Linked DNA regions of Hordeum vulgare: regions 1 and 2 are each linked to region 3. The links are chromatin contacts, called in public Hi-C maps. All regions are on one chromosome and are shown on one strand. Each heading gives the region's core, a stretch centred on a gene start, on an enhancer-like site or on the middle of the called end of the contact. The rest is flanking DNA. Distances are from core to core; before and after follow the strand shown. Region 1 holds the start of LOC123448181 (scarecrow-like protein 3). Region 2 holds the start of LOC123448184 (heterogeneous nuclear ribonucleoprotein Q-like). Region 3 holds the start of LOC123448183 (calcium-binding protein CBP-like).

Region 1 (3,908 bases), core at 1,047-3,546, 440 kb before region 3:
AATCAAAGAAGCACACCGTCCTTTATATTATTATTATTAGATATAAATATAAAGTATATATTTGTGTTCTTGTATCGTATTACATATTTAATGAAGGAAAAATCTAAGTAGACGCGCCCCATGCTGGCTGTCCGGTGCGGCGGCTCGGGTCGCATGCAAACAAGTGATTATCTGTTTTTATTATTATATTCCAAACAGGTTTGCAAGAGTAATGATACACAAGCCTATAAGCTGCTAAGCTAAAGTGCGCTGCACTTTACACGTGTGCCAGGTGCTAGTGCTATTCTCTTTGTATAAAATTGGTTGTTGTTCTTTTTTCGCTGCCATACCGTCCTAGCCTATGATATGGGATTAATTATAAAGGTTTAAACATTGTAGCTAGGTATTTTTAATATGATTAAGTGTGCATTTTTTAAAACATAGTTAACCAAGTAAGCAAGTATAACATATAATTATGATAATTTGATGTAATTATTTTGGCAAGCTAAATGAATAAAATGACAACTCAACACAATACAAATGACAAGTACTAGTACATATGTTTTTCTGGCAAGCTACATGAATATGACAACTCGACACTGTACAACTAAGATGTAAAATTAGTTGGCAACTAAGTTATCTTTAGTCTGGCCACTAAGTGGCTAATACTCTCAGAACTAATTCTGATAATTTGGTGTAATTTTTTTTGGCAAGCTATATGAAATAATAATGGCCACTCAGGTACAATTAGAAAGTGACAACTGGAATGTAGTTTTTTTTTTCTGATAACTAAGTTGATTAAATGTGGCTACTAAGTGGCTTATAATTTGACAACTAAATAATAATAATCTGACAGCTATTGATTAAAAAAAGGTGTCAAAACATGTCGATATGGGATGTAGTTTTGCAGATCTAGTTGCGAGAAAGCTAACGGTGAAAGCGGATCGTTAATTGGATTTATAGTTTAAGAGATAAATTTTTTTAAAAATTTAACATTAGAGGAATCTTTACTGACGTCATCCTGGTGTATCAATTTGCATGCACAGAAAAAACCGCCACACCGGAAGGCCTTGGTGCAGCGCCGCTATGTAGTGACATCCTTTAGAACATGCATGTATTTTTTTTATGTAGAGGCCGAAGGCAATCCTACATTTAAAAGAAAAAAAAAGCCAAGAAGTGCTGCTTTTTTAAAAACAGAGTTAAAATTTCATGGAGTCCAGAGGAGTCTACACTAGTACAACCCGTGTATAGTGATAATGAAAGCAACAAGGGCGGCCGGCCGGGCCGGGGCAGCAGACTAGTACCCATGTTGAGATTCACTATGTGACTCTTCCATTCCTATAATATTTGTACTATAAACCTAATAAGGCCTTAATCTATGTTTCCATGGAATTATAGTAACATAAAACAACCCTATAATCGTATTCAACTCGGTCTTCGATCGTGATATACTCATTCCTTAATGGTCCTCCGCGGCGGATATGGGGAAGCGGCAGAGCGGGCAGGCGCGGCTGGTCCGGAGCCACCTGAAGATGCAGGTCTCGTGGTATCCATGGGAGCACGCCATCTTCCTGATCTTGTCACCTGCCTCGAAGCTCTCCATGCAAACAGCGCACTCCGCCTCCCTCGTCTCCTCGACGGCTGCCTCCTCCAGCTGGGCGATGGCCTCCTCGGACGCCGGGACCGCGCCGAAGCTGTCGCCCCTGTACGTAGGCAAATCGACGTCTTCATCGCCGTTACTTCTGGCTCCGGGAATGAAGGCATGCAGGATAGAGTTAACCTCCCGTATCCGAATCTGTGTGATCAAGCCGCCTGGCATAGAGAATGAGAATGAGCGTGTCCCTTCGCTGGCGGCCGCGTCGTAATATGGGCCGGGGCCGTCCATGTCGCGTGAAGCGTTTATCGAAAAGGATCGCGTCAAGTCACCGCGGCGACGGTGATGATGATGAATCGGCAGTGTAGGAACGAGAGAGGTTTGTGAGGTGAGGGGGCGGAAACGAACGGGTCCTGCTGCTTTTGTGGGGGGAGTCCAGCAATCCGGTTCCGGGTGAGATTTCATTTCATATACCATCTCGGACTCGATGCCCGGGGAACTGAAAGCCCACGAGGTTGCAAAAGCCTAGCCCATACCCAATAGCCAACCAGAGAAAGCCTACCCGGTTGCCAGCTCTCAGCCCAAAAGGACGAAACGCTACGCTGTGTCCCGTGTCCACACAAACAAACCCGTCCTCTAATACTCAAAAGAAAAAGAAAAACACAAACCCGTCCTCCAATCCAATCCTCAAAAGAGAAAGAAAAAGAAAAACGTCCTCCAGCCAGGTCCGCCGCCGCCCCCGCCCCCATCCAGCCGCCGCCGCCGCCGCCGCCGCCGCGAAGAATGGAGCAGCTTTGGGGCACGCGGCGTTGCGTAGCTCCCACACAACTCACGTGGCATATAGATTTAGTGTTGACCGAGGAGATCGGGACTCTCTTCCACACCTACTCGTCCCCCGCCTGGAGCATCCACCGGTTAGCCTTTGCAAATCTTTGCAGACGGAGGCCGCATGCCTCGGATTCTTCGTCCCTGACCCCGATTCTCCCTTCGTACGGGGTGTGGCCACCAGCCGGGCATGGCCGGCACACCGCGCTGCCATGCCCCTGACCCGGCAGCCGCCCTTCTCCCGGATCACGGCTTGTTGAGGTAAATAGTACGCATGTCACCGTTTAAGATTTGCATAGTGAAATGACGTGACGCTGTGAAAATTGTTAAATGATAGTGCCCTGGCCCCGTGGATCGCCAATCAAGTGTTGGTTCATGTCCATTGGGCTATAACCCATATTGACAGTTCAGACTTCAGACACACTTGTCAAAAGAAATGCAGCCTTCACCAAGGCGTTAGTCAATCGCGGATTCACCGGACGCCTTGGGCAGGTTGGTGTTGCCCAGGCAGTGGCCTTCTACAACACCAGAAAATTACCACAGTACTAGTGAGTAATGATCAGTGTACCTGCTTAAAGATAGGATGGCCTGTGCCAAGGTGCTTACTGGTGTTGGTTCTGACTATTTTGGGCGTGCCTGTCATTGTCTGGGTTTGTGGGCTTCCCAAACATGTGTCCAACCAAAGCATGTTGCTTAGCAACTACTCCTATAAGTGCTGACAATGACTAAAGCAAAATTCCAAACATGATAACAATATATACTGGATCAGTTTTGCCACTGTAACTTCTACGTACAAGACGGATCTATGTTCTAATAAAGTAATAGTTCCAGTGTACCAAAACTCTTGTTACCTTGTTAACCCAGAATCAAGTCATCGACGATACACGCTTGTTGGAACTTCCAAAGAGTAGTCTTCCGTAGTCTGATCAGGTTGACTGCAATATTTGTCTATTTCTGCCCAGTGGATATGAAGGTGCCAAAGGAATAAAACGAAAATTCCAACAGTATTCCTTGGATACGTCAATATGCCAATACTTTGCCTTTACCATGGATCTTTCTAAATTCATTCGAACAAACACGGTAAAAACTTCTTAGCTTGTTGCTTTCGGTTCAATTATGTCTTAGACACGCAATCCTATGTATGTGTTAGACACGCTATCCTATAAATGTACCAGTGCCAACAACCAGAGAAGTTGATCCAGCCAGGACACCCAAGCACTAGTTCCTACGTCCTGTACGAACACAGCAATCCTTCCTCAAGAAGGCAGAAACGATGCACGCTCCATGCGCACACACTCAGGGCACGGTGGATGACTTGGCACAACTTGGCCCGGCCTTGTACGAGTGCATGGCGCATGTGATCGAAGGATCTTTTGACAAGACTGACCGCAGCCTTAGGAAGATCAGAAAGCTCGCCTCTCTAGTGGACGGGCCACTGCAGCGTATGTCCATGATAATCGCCGACAGCTTAGCCCGCCGCCTTCTATGCCCCATCCAGGGCTTTGCTGCT
Region 2 (3,574 bases), core at 70-2,569, 300 kb after region 3:
TGTCACTGTCATGACTAGCATCAGTTTCATCAAGAACTTCTCTTTCTTCAGGGTCTTCCTCCTCCTCCTCCTCTACCTCCTCTACTTCCTCTAAAATATCCTCATCCTCCTCCACCTCCTCCTCTACCTCCTCCTCAATTTCTTCATACTCAATTTCTTCCTCTTCTACCTCCTCCTCTTCATTATCATCAAACTCCAAGCACTCTTTTGGTTGAGCTGGTTCAGCATCCTCTGTTCTTCTAGGCATCTCGAAGAGCTCAAAGTTCCAAGGCAACTTTGGAAAGAGCAGAGGAGCCAAAAATATTGGGAGAGCAAATTGAGGACATGTGGATAGGACGAAAAACAACAGAAACAACTAGAACAATTGGTATGCAATGATATCAACTTGGATGTATCCATAGGTGCCAAACGGGATAGCATGGAATTGCTTAAGGGACAAACGAAGAAATTGCGTATGGCCAGGATGATACCGGGAGGTTCTCAAGAACACGGTCCCGAACAAGCACAGAGAAGAAAACAAAGAGTATACAAATGATGGCCAAGACGATGCAATTGGAAGTGTAACCAACGGGCTGATGGTTTAATTGAAATCCATGAAATGGATGGAAGGAAAAGAAGAAAAAAGACAGGAAAAAAAACACTATGAGAAGTAGATAACAACGTATATAATAGTAGCATCTAGGGTAAACCAAACTCTAGTAAATATAGCATGGAGCTGGTCAAGAATCTGACCAGTTAGAAAGATAAATACGTAGATTCGAATGTAATTCTTCTACAGAGACTAGTTAATTCTGCAAATGATTGGGCAAAAGCATGTGTGTGGGGGGGGGGGGGGGGGGGGTACACTGCAGCGGGATATGCTAGGATGTCCATTATCGCAAGTAAAGCGAGTGGCCATACAGATTGGATAAAGCAATCGACGCAAAAGGACACGTCCTTTTCGCCCAGGTTCATGCCACTAGGGCGTCTGCCCAAGCTGGACAAACACAAGCAGAGAAATCGAAGCAGCAAGCCCACGCCTTTTACCAGTTGAACCAACCGCAACAAGGGGATTTCACGAGGTATTCCTATAGACAGTCGTCGGCGACTTGGCGCCTCTGCCGCAGCAGAGAACCGAAATCGCGACCGAATCGGAGGCCGGGACAAGCTAGCGCGACGGGGCTTACGAGAGATGGCGCATGGGAAGAAAGTGGCCGCGAGGAACCGGAGAAATAGACAGATCTCTTGGCGAGTTTACCTCCTATATCGGTGAACGGAATCTGGCAGGGGGTGGAGCCGCCGGCGAAGGGTGGGTGGGGGAGGTCAGCTTAGCCCTAGCTAGAGGAGGAGGAGGAAGAAGAGCAGGGCGAGGTGGCGGCTCATTTAGAGAGGAACTTGCAGTCTGGCCCTCACTCTTTTCCGTCATCACACTCTCATCCCTGAGATCTCGCGAACCGTCCGATCCTGCGCTGACTGGGCCAGCACCGTTGATCTGCCTGCCTCCGGACCGGAGAGCCACGGGCCTGCGGCCTAGCTGCGTGGGTCATGCCAGTTTCTGCCGGCCCGTTTTGAGGCCCATCCTAGGTGGTTTTCTTCCTCCGGCCGCCCTCTCCCGCGAGCGCCGCCGTCTCTCTCCATCCACTCTCGCTCCCCTCCCCTCCCAGCCTAATCGAGCCAAGCCAAGCCAAGCCGCAGCCTGAGCTGAGAGGCAGGAATGGGGTGGAAGGCCGCGGAGAAGCTCATCAGGCACTGGAAGATCCTCCGCGGCGACAACGTACGCGACATCTCGAGAGATCCTCCTCTTGCTGCTCTCCTTGCTCTCGAGAGATCTCCTGAAATCTCCTTTTCTCTCTCTCTCTGAATTTGGCGCCAGGTGATGATCATAAGGGGCAAGGACAAGGGGGAGAGCGGGCTGATCAAGCGGGTCATCCGCTCGCAGAATCGCGTCATCGTCGAGGGAAAGAATCTGGTAATAGTATAATCGTCTGCACAGCTATCCACTCTTCCTTCCTCCTCTCGCGATTGCTTCGGATTCAGTGCTACTCTTTGGTGTCATGGGAGTGTCAATTTGCGTATCTTTGACAAGCTGTATGCAATGTGATGATACGTGCTCTGGGTGCTGCACGCACTACAGGTGTTTGTCGAAATTCCCACTGCACTCAAAGTGAATGGGGAACTTGTCTGTCTTAATTCCGCACGCTAATTCTTCAGGGCTAAGGCTAGTGTTGTAGCTGCTATGCTGCGCCTGCACAGATGTTATTTGGTGATTACTGCAGCAGAGGATTTTTGTTTCCCTTCAATTTTTATGAATGATGAGATAAAACTATACTGCCCACAAAATATAATTATAATATCTGTATTAATATAAGTCTGTAATAAATAGTAAATGAGAATCTAACTCTTCCCATCGCATACTGTGCATCCATAACGACATAAGAATACCAGAAGTACAAAATGAGCACATATTACTCGTAGGATGTTTGCCTAAGTGCATCATCATATGTATGATGGAGATCGGCTTTATGGTCAAATCTTGGACAAGTCAGGCAATACAAGTGTCACCTAAGGCGTGTTTGAAAGCCTGGAGGTTAGGCCTAATTCATTAAAATGGTAGGGAAAGGGGACCAAAACAACCCCGGCAAGATCTGTTGCAATATTGTCTGTGCCTATCTACCTTTGAGTGGTTAGCATATACAGTACCATATATTTTCCTTTCCTGGGCATGTTGGTGTCTACCAAGTCGTTGCAGTGCTATACGTACTTATGCTACAATGTTCCTCACCTCGTCACATGCTTTACTTTTAGTTAATTGTCAATGACGATGAGATACCATAAAAAACTGACAATAAGTTCGTGCGATGTTTTGCTGGATTTTTACATGTCCTAAACCCATAACAAACAAATGCTGAATGCCTCAGTTAGATAAATGCAGATTAATTTGAATATGGTGAGGAAGTGGCTGTAGTGAATATTGAACAGGAATTGTGAACTGCACAATGTTTGTCTTTCTAAATCTTTGTATATATACTGTAAGATGTTGCATGTTTATGGGGGATACTGGGTAACTGGACAACTGCAACCAACAAACTTAGTAATTGTGGATACTGGGTACTTAGTTGCATGTTTATGTGTTTCTCTTGCATTGAAAAGTCACTTAGTAATTGTGTGCTCACATATTTTCAGGTTAAGAAACATATTAAGCAAGGAGAAGGGCATATAGGCGGGATCTTCTCAGTTGAAGCTCCACTTCATGTTTCAAATGTACAAGTAATTGATCCAGTCACCGGGTAGGATACTTATCTTTTGATACCGTTATTTTCTAGAGATACATCTTTTATTTGTCTACATTCTAAAATATCTATTTGTCTGCAGGAAGCCATGCAAGACTACATACAAGTATTTGGAAGATGGGACTAAAGTAAGGGTCTCTAGGGGAATGTATGCGTCTGGTGCTGTCATACCTCGGCCAGAAATTTTGAAGGAGAGAAAAAAGCCGAGACCCACATCTCGTATGTTCATGTTCCATAACCAGATCCTTTTTGCTCATTATTAGTTGCTTTTGAAGTGCATGATTATACTGTTTAGAGAAGAATTA
Region 3 (3,714 bases), core at 597-3,096:
GCGAGTGGTGTGACAGCGGCCTGTGCACAGGCCAGGGTGGACCAGGGTCGACGCGATGCGCTCGAGCGCCGCAACAGGGGCAGTGAGCGGGGATAGGTACGACCGCGGAGGCGGGTGGGTTGAGATCGGCAGCGGTGGCGGTTGAGGTCGGCGACGGCGACAAGTGGTGTGGCGGCGGCCTGGGCACAGGCCAGGGTGGCCCAGGGTCGACGGGAGGAGGCGATGCGTACGGGCATAATTTTTGCAGCGAATCGTTTTTTCCTTTTGCGTTGCAGATAAATGATGAAGCACGGGTTGAATAACAAAAATTACAGGAGGTTTTTTTTATAAAAATGCCACGGTGGGTTTTCCGACGGAAGTAATAGCCGCTTTATTATTAGGTATAGATTATGTCTCTAAACATGACAGCTTATGGTGTAGATTATAAAAACTAGATGGATAGATTATTAAAAAACTCATAATCTACTCTATACGTGCTAAAATCAGATTATGGATTGCTAATGACCCATTACCTTATAAAGTTGGAGATAATTACATTTCTACCACCGCCACCCTCCTTTTTAAAAAACAGAGGACACACAAGTCATTATGCAATATAAAACCTGGATTACAGTTTATATAATGTGGCGTCCAAATATGTTCACCTAGATTATTTTTATAAACCAGATTATATAATCTATCTTCATAATTCAGATTATCATAGGCCCTGTTTAGAACCACCCAAATTATATAATTCGATTTTTATAATCTATTATGTTTCCAAACATGACAGATTATATTGTAGTTTATAAAAACTAGATGGTCAGATTGTTAAAAACTCATAAGCCCTGTTTGGAACCACTCAGATTATATAATTCGATTTTTATAATCTATTATGTCTCCAAACAGGACATATTATATTGCAGTTTATAAAAACTAGATGGCCAGATTATTAAAAACTCATAATCTACTCTACCCCAGCTAAAATCAGATTATGAATTACTAATGACCCATTACCCTTGGAAACTTGGAGATAATTACCTACTGCCACCGCTACCGTCCTCCAAACATGACTACCTAAATTATTACCTTTGCAGCTAAAAAAGAGAAGACAAACATGTCATTGTACTATATAAAACCTGAATTACAGTTTATATAATTTGGCCTCCAAACATGTCCACCTAGATTATTTTTATAAACCAGATTATATAATCCATCTTCATAATCTAGATTATTATAATCTATTGTGCTTCCAAACATGCCTATAATCTACTCTACCCCGGCTAAAATCAGATTATGGATTACTAATGATCCATTACTTCTGGAAACTTGGAGATAATTACCTACTGCCACCGTCATCGTCTTCCAAACATGTCCACCTAGATTATTACCTTTGCAGCTAAAAACAGAGAGCAGATATGTCATTGTACAATATAAAACCTGGATTACAATTTATATAATCTGTCTTTCAAACATGTACACCTAGATTATTTTTATAACCAGATTATATAATCTATTTTCGTAATTCAGATTATTATAATCCATTGTGGTTCCAAATAAAGCCATAATCTATTATGATTCTAAACATGGCCTAAATTCACCACTAACGAATACTACCTCCGTTCCTAAATATAAGTCTTTTAAGCGATTTCATTAAGGGACTACATACGGAGCAAAATGAATGAATCTATATTTCAAAGTATGTCTATATACATCCGTACGTAGTTTTTTGAAATCTCTAAAAAAGACTTATATTATGAAATGGAGGGAGTAAGTTGTAAATTTGCCGTGCCGTCGTGTCGTCACCGCCGTCCGCGTTGACGGATAGCTCTCTCCTTTCGATCTGCTCCCCTCCGTGTTGTGTCCGCGTCGCCAAACCAACCCACGTTCTGCTTCGCTTCGCCCCCTTCCCACCTGTTTCATTCCATCCCCATCCCCGTCCCCGTCCCCGTCCCCGTGATCGAGAGAGCACACAACTCCAATTCCCCAAGTTCAACCCCATGGCTGGCTACCCCCCGCCCCCCGGCTCCGGCTACCCCTACGGCGCTGCTGGCGGCTACGGAGCCCCGCCGCCCTCCGGCCAGAAGCCCCCCAAGGAAGGCAAGACCTCTTCCTCTTCCGGCCCCGACCCCTACCACGGCGCCCCGCCCCCGCAGCAGCCTTACGGCGGGGGCGGTGGCGGCGGCTACGGCGCCCCACCGTCCTACGGCCAGAAGCCCCCCAAGGAAGGCAAGACCTCCTACTCCTCCGGCTCCGACCCCTACCACGGTGCTCCGCCCCCGCAGCAGCCTTACGGCGGGGGCGGCGGAGGCGGCTACGGGCAGCAGCCCTACGGCGCCCAGCCGCCTTCGTCCGCCGCGCCGTACGGGGGCCCACCCGCCGCGCAGCCCTACGCAGGAGGCGGCGCCGGCGGGTACGGTAGCCCGTTCGCGGCGCTGGTGCCGTCGACCTTCCCGCCGGGGACGGACCCGAACGTCGTGGCGTGCTTCCAGGCGGCGGACCGCGACGGCAGCGGGATGATCGACGACAAGGAGCTGCAGTCCGCGCTCTCTGGGTACAGCAGCCAGAGCTTCAGCCTCCGCACCGTCCACCTCCTCATGTACCTCTTCACCAACTCCAACGTCCGCAAGATCGGCAAGTCCTCCCTCCCTCCTCCATATGTCGTAGAAATATCTCTCAAGTCTTAGTCACCATCGTTCTAGGATCAATGGGGCCGGGATCCATTGCGTCATTGTCTTTGACTCTTAGCTTCCAGGACAGGAGGCAATCGTGCGTCTCCCTGGTCCACTGCGCAGCCGTCTCGGCATGCACACGACTTAGTGTTGATGTTCTTCTGGTCTTTGTAGCACGCACTTAGTGGTGAATTGTTTGAGCCAGAGTTCACAAATGGACCCTTTTCATTTCTGGGGAAGGATCCCGAGGAAGCCGTGCAAATTTAGTTCAGCTTGACTGGATTTCAGACTGTCAGTCTATGGACTAATGTTAGATACAGGCATACAGCTGGAGCACATGCCAAGTATTCATGTTGGGAAGTATTAGACCCTTACTTAAAACTTCAGCTGTGCAAAACCCACAAGTTGTTCTGTTGTTATGGACATCTTAGCAAATAACTTGACACTGATGATTGTTGTATTTTCTTTTCTTCCCGATGTGAAAGATTGGATGGGAAGTGTGGATTGCTTTATCAGATCTGCATTTCTTTACTTTCAGTTTAACCTGGTCCATCAAGGAAACGTGAGTTTTAGTTTATGCTTATCCAAGCTTCAAAGTTTGAACTGCCTTGAGTTAGTTCTACCAAAGCTTTTTTGACGGAAGGTTATCCTTGAAAGCTTGAGATACTTTTCCTAACTGTCATTCACCAAAACCGAAGGTTGTTTCTGTTGTGATGAAACTATGGTTTGCACGAGACAACCAACTAGTATGTACTAATTTCTTTGGTCTGTAATCCATCACAGTACAAGCATGGATTGGTCTTAACTGCCACACAGTTCGCATTTATAGCTTGCTACCTAGAATTATCGGCCATTTATATGTTGTCTTTATTTGTTTTAAAGTATGAAGTATACATACAGGGCCTCTTTGATTCATAGGAAAAGTAGAGGAAAATCATAGGAACAGGGAATTTTCCTGTGACACTGTTCATCCATTTGATTCAAAGGAATTGACCATTGGAAAAAAGAAAGGGATTTTTAAATCCACTTAGACATCTTTTTACATTCCTATGCACAAAGAACG

What was found. A called contact is a pair of places that touch in the nucleus more often than the background predicts.
Region 1: a contact with region 3 is called in a Hi-C map of seedling, with 5 times the contacts expected there. The contact joins the promoter of LOC123448181 here to the promoter of LOC123448183 in region 3. A contact is called at or near these places in 2 of 6 Hi-C or Micro-C datasets (leaf and seedling).
Region 2: a contact with region 3 is called in a Hi-C map of seedling, with 4 times the contacts expected there. The contact joins the promoter of LOC123448184 here to the promoter of LOC123448183 in region 3. A contact is called at or near these places in 2 of 6 Hi-C or Micro-C datasets (seedling and an unstated tissue).

The regions. Positions count from the first base shown.
Region 1 is chr4H:143,995,619-143,999,526 of MorexV3_pseudomolecules_assembly, forward strand. LOC123448181 (scarecrow-like protein 3) reads left to right here and starts at 2,297. Exons shown (of 2, transcript XM_045124992.1): 1 at 2,297-3,908. The coding sequence starts at 3,672.
Region 2 is chr4H:144,741,923-144,745,496 of MorexV3_pseudomolecules_assembly, forward strand. LOC123448184 (heterogeneous nuclear ribonucleoprotein Q-like) reads right to left here and starts at 1,320. Exons shown (of 10, transcript XM_045124995.1): 1 at 1,238-1,320; 2 at 471-572; 3 at 1-274. The coding sequence starts at 247. It overlaps LOC123448185 (50S ribosomal protein L24), which reads left to right and starts at 1,550. Exons shown (of 5, transcript XM_045124997.1): 1 at 1,550-1,753; 2 at 1,853-1,948; 3 at 3,163-3,266; 4 at 3,352-3,488. The coding sequence starts at 1,694.
Region 3 is chr4H:144,438,948-144,442,661 of MorexV3_pseudomolecules_assembly, forward strand. It overlaps LOC123448183 (calcium-binding protein CBP-like), which reads left to right and starts at 1,847. Exons shown (of 5, transcript XM_045124993.1): 1 at 1,847-2,613. The coding sequence starts at 1,980.